2 separate regions of the Ovis canadensis genome follow, and region 2 is linked to region 1. The links are chromatin contacts, called in public Hi-C maps. All regions are on one chromosome and are shown on one strand. Each heading gives the region's core, a stretch centred on a gene start, on an enhancer-like site or on the middle of the called end of the contact. The rest is flanking DNA. Distances are from core to core; before and after follow the strand shown.

Region 1 (5,558 bases), core at 2,437-4,936:
GAAACTCAGTCGCGCTTAAGCTCCTGACGAGCAGGGGCCAGCTCCACGGAAGATCTAAACGGCCGCCTCGCCCACCACCCCTCGCTGGATGAAACCCCAGCCTCCTTCCCCGCTGCCCCACGGCCGCCCCCTCCAAATTCTGAAAACAAATTTGGCCAGCTAGGAATTCCTGCTGTCCGAGCGGCAACTCCATCTTTCTGCAAGCCCAGCCACTTGGTGTGGGGTCCAGTCCAGGACACCAGCGGAGAGCCGAGACTGGACAGGAGGCAGGCAGCCACGCAGGCCAGGTGAGCCAGTGGGCAGAGGAGGGGTGGGGGGCAGAGGCAGAGAGGAGGGGTGGGGGGCTGAGTGAGGGGCGGCGGGCAGGAGCCAAGCGGGCTGCGGCGGGCGGGAGCCGCAGCGCAGCGGGGTCCTGGCTCCAGAGCCGCGGTTACCTGCAGCTGGACAGGAGGCTCGCTGGGGCTGAAGGAGGATGAGGAGGAGGAGGAGGAGGAGGAGTCTGGAAGGCTGCCTCCGAGGAGAAGCTAATGTCCAGTTTGCAGGCTGGTCAGTGCCTCAGCTTTTATGTCTGGGCCGGCTCCTCCCAGCCCGGGCTCCACCCTGCCCCCACCCCGCTCCCAGCTGACCACTCCCCCCGCCCCCTTCGCTCCCGCCCCCTCCGTCCTCCCAGCCAGCCCCTCCTCTCCTGCACCCCCAACCGCTAGCCCTAGCGTCTCTTAGCAAAGTACCAGGGCGGGGGAGGGGGGCTCCTCCCGCACCCCCAGCCCATCTCGGCACAAGGAAATGGGGGGGGGGGTTCCGGAGGGGGCTGCTTTCCACCTCCTTGTATGGAAACTTCCATCTGCCCACGGGGGCAGGGGCAGTTACCCTCTCCGGACGGTCCATTCCGGGCCCCTCTGAGCTCTGGACCAGCCCCCCTCCACCCAGATTCCTGGTTGGAAATGTCGGGGACCGGGAGAGGGAGGCGGTGGGGGGGGCGCGGAGGGAATGTGGCGTCTGGCGGGACTCTCTCGCCAACTCGGCCCCCCTCGCTCCATCCTGGCCCCGCCCACCCAGTTTTCCTCTCTCGGTCTTGCTGGCAGCGAGTCAACATACCAGGGTGGGTTTCTGAGATTTGCGCCCCTTCTCATTACACGGCCGCCGCCCCCCCCCAGCCCCCGCCCACGCCCGCCTTTGCCCCCGCACGGCACAAATCACAAACTTTCAGTAACAGCCCCCTGCACCCGCAAGGCGACCAGGAAGTCGGCGTGCACAGAGCTCACACCTCCCCCGGCGCTCCCCAAGTCCCTCCCCCGCCCCCCACCCCTCGCCCCTTCCTCCGCGGCGCGAGGGAGGGCGCGGGGTTCGCCCCGGGGGACGCCACCGCCAGCACTCCAGCCCCGTCTGCCCGGGCCCCGCCGCCCCGCCGGGCCCGGCCCGCACGCCGCTTACCTGGAAGCCGGCACCGGAGCCGCCCACCTTCCTGCTGCGTATTGCAAACCGAACAGCGGGCGAAGGCCCTCCTGCCGGGCACTCCTCTGCCAGCGCCGCTCTGACCGAGTCGCGGGGGCCGAATGTGCGACGGGGCAGAACGGGGGGATGGCTTGTTTTGGGGGGGGGGAAATTTCGTCTGATTCTTTAGGGAGGACGGGCTGTCTGCGGGCCGGGGCGGGCCAGATGTTGTACTTTTAGGGGGGGAAAGGGTATCGGGAAATGAGGTCAGCTGTTGTATCAAGGACAGAGAGGGGCAGAGATAGTGAGAGAGACAGGGTGAACGTGAAAAGGGGGGGCCGAAGAGAGGGCGAGAGGGAGAGAGGACAGCGAGAGGCGGGCAGGCTCACAGCGGGAGAGTGCAGCGGAGAGAGAAAGAGAAAGCGTATAATTAATCCACTTTGGGACGGCGAAGGCGAGAGGGCGGGCGTGGAAGGGGAGGGAGTTGGAGGCAAGGAGCTGGGGGGGACGGGAGGGAGCGAAGGGAAGGCTGCGGAAGAAGACTGGGGGCCGGGACCAGAGGCCGGAGAGGGGCCGGGGAGCGCAGAGAAGCCGAGGAAAGGGCGCAACGTCGGGGGCCGGGGAAGGTGCTGAGGGGGGCGGAGCGGAGGCGTCACCCGGGCCGCGGGCGCCCAGCTCGGCTTGGGCCGACGGAGCCCTCGGCCGTCGCGAGCCCGGGCCTCGGGGGGGGGGTGGCGGTGGCGGCGCCCGGGCCGCTCGGGACGCAGCGAGGAGGGGGAGCGGCCGGGCTGCGCGCCGGGGGAGGGCCGGGGGGGAGCGCGGGGGATGACAACGCCGGCGGCCTGCGAGCCGGACTGCCTGCGGGGGGGACCGCCTCCTCGGGCGAAGCGGGACGGGCGTTGAGGTAGACGAAGAGGAGGCGGCGGGGAATCCGCAGGCCGGCGGAGCGCGGCCCCGCCGACGGCGCCCGCGATGGGGGTCAGCAGCGTAGCGGACGGCGTCGACGCGGGGCCGCCAGCCGGGTGGAGGCGCTGGCGGGCGAGGGCCAGGAGGCGAGGGCGGCCGGAAGGGGGGGCCGGGGGCCTGCCTGGCCTCACGCAGCTCCGCCGGAGAGCAGGCGAACTCTGGGCGCCAACGCCCGGCTCTTATAGTCGAGCCACCCGCGGCTCGGCGCCCGCTCGGGCCCCGCTGGCCGAGTGCCCGCGCCAATGGGCGCTCGAGGGGTCCTCGCCCCGCCCCCGAACCGCCTCTGCAACTCGAGCCAAGGGGGGGCCAGGCTTGGGGTCCCGGGGGGCAGCGGTGAGGGGGGGGGCTGTGGGGTGCGCGGGGACGAGATTGGAGTGGGGGCAGGGATCCTCAGAGTTCGAAAGACATCTAGAATCACTATTCTAAAGTGTTTGGGGGCCCTGTCTGAGGTTCCGGGGTGCCAGAGTCCCGACACAGCACACGGGGGACCCGGGACGACCAGGGTGGGCGGCGTCACATGCCCTAGCGACGGCCGGATCCCCGCGCCCCACCGGGGGGCTAGGCGGCGACGGTGCCCTGTGTGTGCGGGCCCAGGTGGCGGGTCCCCGAGTCCCGCCGGGGACCTGCTGGGGAAGTGGGGAGTCTCTGGGCGCGGGCGAGGCGCGCAGCCTCCACCTGCCCGAGCAGGCGCAGCACCCCGAGCTGCAGCCGGAGCCCGAGCGCCCCCCGGTGCCGCACGGGAACCGGGGAGGAGCCTCGGCGGACGCCAGGTGCGGAACGTGGAGAGGGCCAGCCGGGCCAGGCCCGAATCTGGGCCAGGCATGGGGCCGGCCCGGGCTGCGCCTGTGTGCCAGGGGCGAGACGAGCAGGGCGGGAAACGTCGTTCAAATCCTACCTGAATGGCCGAGCTCACCGGGGTGCGTCTAAGCAGCTCGCCTTTGGGGCCCACCCAAAATATCCGGATAATGGTTCCCCCGTCCTCTATGCGTTGGACTTGCGTAGATTCGGGTTCAGCCCCGGGGGCCACCACGGTCATTTGAGGGTCTGGGGAAACCATCTCCTAGAGGGTTTGGACGATGTAAGAAGTCGGTGTGATTTTTTTTTTCTTTTTACCAAGTCAAAACCACGCACGAATCCCCGCGCCCCGCCCGCCCCAGGAGCCGCGACCACGCGCGCCTCTCCAAGGGGAAGGGGCTGCCGGCGGCGGAAGCCCGAGGCCGGCTCGCCCCCTCGCTCCGCCATCAATCACGTCTCCCGCGCTCGGCGCGCGCCTACCCGAGTCCTCCGCAGGGCGGCTGGAGGCGCCCGGGCGGCTGGAGGCGCCGCGCCGCCTGAGCGGGGGTGCGCCTCTCCTCCGCGTCCCTCCTGCCCTGCGCCCTGCCGGCCCCGCTTGGAGGTCGCCGAGGCACTTAACCCCCGTTGTGATCTTTGCACAGAGCAAAGGAAAGCGGCGCGGGTCTCCGGGGCTCGACCCAGCGCGCGGGTCGGCCGAGGGGCTGGCCCGCCGCACGGCTCCCGCGCCCCATGCCGGTGTCCCCAGCAGCCGCTCGGGACGGCGGGACGGCGGCGGGTGGGTTTGGGAGCCAGGCCCGGACGCGAGGCGGCGGGGAGCTCACCGCGAGGCTGGAGGCCGAAGGCTGCGTCCGCGGGCGCGGAGGAGTCGAGGCAGCGAGCGAGCAATCTGCGGCGGGCGGTAGGCGCGCTGAAGGTGAGCGAGACCCCGGGGCAGTCCCCAGCGTCCGGGGGCAACGCCCAGTCCGTTGGAAGACCCGGGGACAATGCCCAAATTTGGGGGAAACTGGGGGCAATGCCCAGTCGTTCTGGACGCGGGAGAAGCCCTGCCTACGTCCTGGCGGACAAGCTGCCCGACCGAATGTGTGTGAGGAGGACGAGAGAAACTTCCCGCATCCAAGGAGCTCCGGGGACTTCGCAGCAGACGCAGAGAGGCCCAGAACCGGTGCCCGCGGGGTGCGGGGCCGCGGAAGCTGCGGAGACCGCGCTGGGGCCGGGAGCAATGCCCAACTGCCGGGAACGCAGTGCGGAGCCGCCTGGTTTGCAAGGCAGAGAACGAAGGTCCTGAAGTGGGGACCCAAAGGAGGGTGCGTCGGGGTGAGGAGCTGTGATTAATGACTAAATTCGAGACTCCAGAAAAAGAACCCGAGTCTGGGGGCCGCGGAGGCCGCTCCGTGCAGCCGGGGGACAGGGGAGCCGAGGCTACCCTGTGAGGACCCAGGCATGTAGGTCAGCAGGCTCGTGGGGCAGCCCCATTTGTAGGGCAGTAGGTCTGCGGATGTCCATGACCGGAGCAAAATCCTCAGTGTGGAACTTGGGAGGTTCCAAAAGGGCAAAGGGTCTAAAATTCGGGGAAGAAAAACAGTGGGTGGGCCTTGGGGATCCAGGTGCGGTGGAGCAGAGTGGAGAATCATTTCCAAGATTTAGAAATTCAGGTTAGTGGACGCTTGCAGCGCCCGAGCAAAATCACTTCCATAATTGTGGCTCCTGGAAAAATTCTCAATGTCCTTGAGAGACTCAAGAAACACAGTCTAAATTTGGGGCAACCTAGGGTGTGATCAGTACATTTGGAGAAGGCAGAAAATCAATGTCTTTTTAATATTTTAATTTTTAAATGGGTTTCGATTAGTTTATTTTTGGTGAACAGGAAAAAAAAATATTTTCCTGGGCACTGTCTGCATTTGGGGACCCCCTAGGAAGCACTGGCGAAAGTGTGGGGGATCCATGGGAAATGTTCAGTAGAGACTGGTATCTAAATTTCAGGGAACCTGGTTAATAGCAAGGAGTCTTATAGGACGCAGGCCTAGGATACCTGAGATTTCCAGGACCTGGGGGTATTTTTCGGTATCTGGGCAATTTCATTTTAGGAGGCCTGTGGAAAATTGCCTAAATTTAGGACTCAGGGTAAGGATCATAAAATCAGGGGACCCATAAATCAGTGCTCAAAAAAGTTCAGTTGTTTTGTGGAGAAGGGGCAAAAAGTCTCAGTTTATTTTGGAGGGCTAGCAGGCAGCATCGCAATCCGGAGGCCCCAGAAAATAATTTTTGAATCTGGGCTCCAAAGGAGTCTTTCAAAGTCCCCAGGAGAACAGAGGGTCAATATCGAAGTTTTAGGGGGAAAGGATTAAGAATTCCTAGGTGGTGGGGCC
Region 2 (5,202 bases), core at 1,094-3,593, 130 kb before region 1:
ACCTCAGATGATGGCCTTGCAGGTCAGTTCTGTTCAGCCGCCCAGTCGTGTCTGACTCTCTGCGACCCCATGGACTGCAGCACGCCAGGCCTCCCTGTCCATCACCAACTCACGGAGTTTACTCAGACTCACGTCCATCGAGTCGGCGATGCCATCCAGCCATCGCTTCCTCGGTCGTCTGACGTAGTATCATTCAGTTCTAAAGGAAAGGCACGAAGAAGCCGTGAAGAGACGCAGAGGAGATGTAGATGCCGAGAGAGAGGAGCCAGTCTGCCAAGGCTACCAAGCGTGTGGCCCTAACTAGGGGACAGTCTGGCAAAGCAGACCCACGGTTGCGGAGACAGCAGGATGGCCCACGGCTGTGGGGGTCAGGAGCGGGGCGGACAGGAGCCGCTCTGCGGGTTTTCTGGGCAACAACTCTCCCCGTAGGTGCTGTCACGTGGACACAGGTCACTGAGCATCTGGCAAAACCTGTAGAATGCCCACCAAGAGCGGATCTCCAAGCCCACTATGGCCTTCAGCTAGCAACAATGCATCAGCGTTGCTCCATCGGCTGCCACGTGTGTGTCACGCTAGTGTAAGTGTTGATGCTATGGGAGGCTGAGGGGCAGGAGAAGCTGAGTGTATGGGAATCCTCTGTACTTTCTCAGCAATTTCCCTATAAACTTAAAATCATTCTTTAAAGAGTCTATTAAAAAACAATAAAGACAGTTGTTTATCTGAGCTTTGAATTTAATTGGCACCCTCTCCTCTGTTTGGCAGACTCAGCCCCCGAAGCTGTGTGCTGCTTGGGAAGGCGGGGAGGTGATGACCCAGGCCGGGGGGAGTGTGGGGGAAGTGGGGTGGGAGGCCACCCGCGGGCTTCCCGGGCTGTGGGGGTCGAGACCCACTCACCTCACACTCACAGATCCTAGGCCGGAAGGGGAAGGATCCAGCCGGCAGGCAATCAGAGAAGGGGTCTAGTGTTGTGGGGTCCACACCATTGAGACCCCATTGAGGACCTCCGTGCTCTCAGCCTCACTGATCAGAGCATCGCCTACCAAGGACCAGCAGGACGCCGACCCACGCCGTCTCCCATCCGTGTGTTGCAGCCACGTTAGGAGCAACTTGGAGACCTCTGGGTTGGCATGTGGCCGCTGAGTCAAAGCTTTACAAATGAAACAGAAAGTTCCCCAGCCTCCAGGTTGGGGGACCCCCGTCCTCCAGCTCCTGCCCTCTCCTCACCTCCAGGGCCCTGCCACGGTCACCGTCAGCCTTGCTGGGCCCTGGCTGCGGCCAGACATTGCCTGGCCTTCCCCTGCCCTCCCCAGCAGGCACACCACCCCCCACTCACAGCTGACCCCCCCAGCAGCCGCGCCCCACCGTCGGTTTCTTCATCCTAGACAAGCCCACTTAGGGCCTCCCCCACCAAGCATGACGGTGAGGGGGGCCCTCCAGCCCCTTCCCGCCCTGGGGCCCCCAGGAGCAGCCCCTGCGCCCTCCCAGGCTCCCCGCTCTTGCCTCCTTGCCGTCCCACCCCCAGCCTGGGGCCCTGCTCCCCCCGGGTCTACTGTTGTGTGTACTTGGGGGTGGGGGGAGCAACGGAGGGTCTCTGATCCCGCTCTGTGACGGGACCCCAGTGAGGGCTGTGCCAAGACTGAAAGCAGGGCGGGCCAGCTGCGACCTGGAGAAGCCAATGGCCTCAGGGAGGCTAGGGGGGCAGGCATGGCTGCGGGGTCCCTGGGGGGCGTCTCAGGGCATGAGGAGTTGGCCAGAAGGACTGGGGTAGGGCGGTAGAGGGAAGTAGCTCCCGGGGCCAGGTGGAGAGAGGTGGTGGTTTAGCCGCTCAGTTGTGTCCAGCTATTACCGCCCCATGGACTGTAGCCCACCAGGCTAATCTGTCCATGGGATTCTCCCGGCAAGAACACTGGAGTGGTTGCCATTGTCTTCTCCAAGGGATCTTCCCAGCTGAGGGATTGAACCAAGGTCTCCTGTGTCGGCAGGCAGATCCTTTACTGACTGGGGCCTCCCACGAATTCACACCTTCCCCGCTTCCCCAGTCTCCCACCTGGGCCACCAGCTGGAAGGGCGGCAGGCTCTGGGTGGTGGGTGGCCCGCAGTGTCCCTGGGCACTAGGCTGGAGTCACAGGGCACCCGCAGGGGCGTCCGTGGTGGTCCACTGGTGCGCTGGGCTCCGGAGCGGAGGGAGGGCGTGTGGGGCTGGTGGCACTAGGGTGTGCTGCCGGGCACAGGTAGGGCGCTGAGTGTGCAGGGTTTGGGGCCCAGGTGGGACCCAGGTGTGCGGGCGGCGCGCGCCCTCCCGGGCGCCAGGGGGCGCTGCGCCGGGGGGCGGCTGGGCCCGCCCCTCCTTCCGGCCGCGGCCCCGGAAGCGGGCGATGGCGCGGAACGTGCTGTGAGTGGGGGGTCCTGGCGCGCGGGGTCGGGGGCGTGGCCGCCCCCAGGCTGGGCTCGCGGCGCCGGGCCGCGGGGTCGGGACTCGGGGCCCCGGCGGGACGCGCGGCGTCTGGGCTCCCGTGGGGGCGGGGCGGGGCGGGGGTCGTTGCGGGGCCCGCGGGGCCCGGGCCTCCCCCGAGGTCGAGCCTGGCCTTCGGCGAAGCTGGGCGGGAGGCCGGTGCCGCGCCGGCCTCGGGCCCCGCGGGCTGCGCGCGCCCCCCGCCCCGGCAGCTCCCCGGGGGCCCGGACCGTGGCCCCTGCAGTGCCCGCGGCCGGTCACCAGGGGGAAGAGGCGAGCCCGGTGGCCACTCGCCGGCCCGGCCCCCACGAGGACAGGGCGAGGCTCGGCCGTGGGCGGGCACGCCGGCCCGCCCGCCCTGCGCCCGACGCTCTGCTGTCGGGAGGTGCTGCTGCTGGTGTCCCGGCAGCTGCCACGTGCGACGGGGTCACCAGGAGACCCCAGTCGACGTCAGCTGGCACTCAGCTCATCACTGGCCTGCCCGCGGGCGTCCCAGCCTGTGTCAGGGCCCTCAGGCCCTGCCACCCTCAGGATGCCCCACCCAGGACCTCGGCCCCTGGCCGGGTCCTACTCCCCAGAGTTGTAAGGCCCAGAGGCATCGTGGGACTTGGCTTCACCAAGCTTCCCTTCCCTCCTGCTTGCTGCTCCCCCAGATCAGAGGTCGTGTGCCCTGCTGCAAATTGCTCACCAGGACCCAGGGGCATCATCAGCCCCTGTCCCCACCCTCACCGAAACACCTCCCCTGGGCTCCCAGTGGACCCCTGACGCCTCACAGGCCCTGCCAACCTTGGACCCCCACCTCCTTGGACCATGAGCCCCGAGGCCTGATTGGGTCCGGTTGGCAGTGTGGCCCTCCTCGACCACCAGACCCAAGGGGGCGTAGGTCCAGCTGGAGTGGGTGGGTTGGAGCCACTGGTGGTGGCTGCCCATACATTCTGGATGTCTCTGCCCCTCTTTGGGGGTTTGAGGGGTGAGGGAGGTGGGCAGTGAGCGTGTAACTGGTGACCTGCTCGCTGCCTTCCTGAGCCCCTTATCTTGTTTTTCCTGTTTGCTCACCCTTTATCGTTTGATCTTCACTCTTGCCAAGGATGAGCTGGTGCTTCCAGCACAGGGGGGGCGGGGGGTGGGGGGCGGGAGTGGAGGTGGCCCCGTCCTTGTCCTCTCAGCGGCACTGAGCCAGTGCAGATTAAGCTGGTTCTGACTGATCCCACCTCACCTAAGCGGAAGGGAGCTGGAGGCCCGTTCCGGGGGGACAGCCACGCAGGGGCTGTGTGCCTGTGCAGCCGGCACTTTGAACAAACACATGACTCTGAGCCTGTTGACAGGGCAGGGTGGGCACGTCGTTCGCTCGTGAATCATTCACTGGTTCTTTCCAAAGGCCGACCTTGAGGGTCAGCAGGCCACGCTGCCCTGGGGACGGGACTGGCTGCCCCATACCGCGTGAGGGAAGGGCTGACCTGAGGGTGACTGCCCCCTTGGCCCCTCAGCCCCGTGGGCGTGATGACCTGTGGACCCTGTCGGGGCGTCCCGGGAGCCTCGTGTTCTGGGCGTTTGACATGACCCCTCTCCCCCCCCCCCCCCCGCCCTTGCAGGTACCCTCTGTACCAGCTGGGCAACCCCCAGCTCCGGGTCTTCCGCACCAACTTCTTCATCCGGCTGGTGCGGCCCGGCACGGCCCAGCCCGAGGATACTGTGCAGTTCCGGATCCCGATGGAGTAAGCCTCCCCCGCCCCAGAGGGATTCAGGCCGAGAGGCCCACGGCCCTGGAGGTGCCACTGGACCCCACTCACAGCGAGGTTCTTCCCACCACAAAGAAACTACTGGCAGCCCTGCACCAAGGCCTGGTGTGTGCAGAGCCTCGGCTGAGGGCGCCTTGGGCTCCTCGCCACCCTGGGGAAGTCCAGCCTGAGAGACCCAGCTCCTTTCCTTGCTTCGGCCTGGCTACCCTTCCCAGGAGGCTGGGCTCTGACCCTGGCTCCCAAAGCCTCCGCCCTTGGGTGGGTCCTTCACAGAGGCCCCCGTTGCTGAGGAGACACAGATTCTCCACACCCCATACTGAGGCCTCGGGGCTCTGGCCTCAGCTCGAGCCTCCATGGGAGCTGAGGGTCATGCTGTCTGCTTCAGAGACCAGGGCAGGAGAGGCTGGGCCCTGTCAGGGACAGAGTAGACAGCATCACCACCGCCCTGGCCATCCTTTCTGGGAGACGCCTGCCAGGGGGGTGGGGGGGCTCGCTGTGGACAGGGTGGCAGCTGTGGAGCGGGCGGCTCCCAGCAGCCAGAGGGCACTTGCAGACCACCCCGCCCCTCCGCTCGCCAGCTCGGCCCCCAGGCAGGGCAACAGGACGGAGCCCTGGGGGCTGGTCCCCGTCGCCCCCATGTCGCTGTGCCCAGATGCCACTGCAGCGTCAGCGGGGCCCGGCCCCGGCCTCCCAGGCGGCTCCCACCCAGTGTCTGCACTCAGCAGCTCGTGCCGCCCGGCAGGCTCCTTTCTTCTCCACCCTGTTCAGAGCCCCCCCTTTTCCCCTCCTGCCCCAGGATGAGCAGAGTGGACCTCAGGAACTACCTCGAGCGCATCTACAACGTGCCGGTGGCCGCCGTGCGGACGAGGGTGCAGCATGGTGGGTCGTGGGGCCGGGCTTCCTCCCCGAGCTCAGCAGGCCAGGCTGCCAGCCTCGCTGGCCTGGCCCCTGTCAGCCCCTCTAGCACGTGGTCCTTTGCATGTGAGGAAACAGGCCCGCCTCGGGGGAGAG

Evidence for each region. Hi-C and Micro-C count contacts between places; a contact is called where the count stands out from the background.
Region 2: a Hi-C map of lung shows a contact between it and region 1, with 3 times the contacts expected there. The contact joins the promoter of MRPL23 here to the promoter of LOC138426842 in region 1. A contact is called at or near these places in 2 of 2 Hi-C or Micro-C datasets (fibroblasts and lung).

What each region holds. Positions count from the first base shown.
Region 1 is chr21:65,720,223-65,725,780 of ARS-UI_OviCan_v2, reverse strand. LOC138426842 (collagen alpha-1(III) chain-like) reads left to right here and starts at 3,686. Exons shown (of 2, transcript XM_069565762.1): 1 at 3,686-4,496. The coding sequence starts at 3,922. All of the region lies in intron 1 of IGF2 (insulin like growth factor 2), which reads right to left.
Region 2 is chr21:65,854,179-65,859,380 of ARS-UI_OviCan_v2, reverse strand. It overlaps MRPL23 (mitochondrial ribosomal protein L23), which reads left to right and starts at 2,343. Exons shown (of 5, transcript XM_069565797.1): 1 at 2,343-2,392; 2 at 4,045-4,167; 3 at 4,988-5,070. The coding sequence starts at 2,376. LOC138426850 (a long non-coding RNA gene) reads right to left here and starts at 2,219. Exons shown (of 9, transcript XR_011251792.1): 1 at 2,048-2,219; 2 at 895-1,970; 3 at 3-199.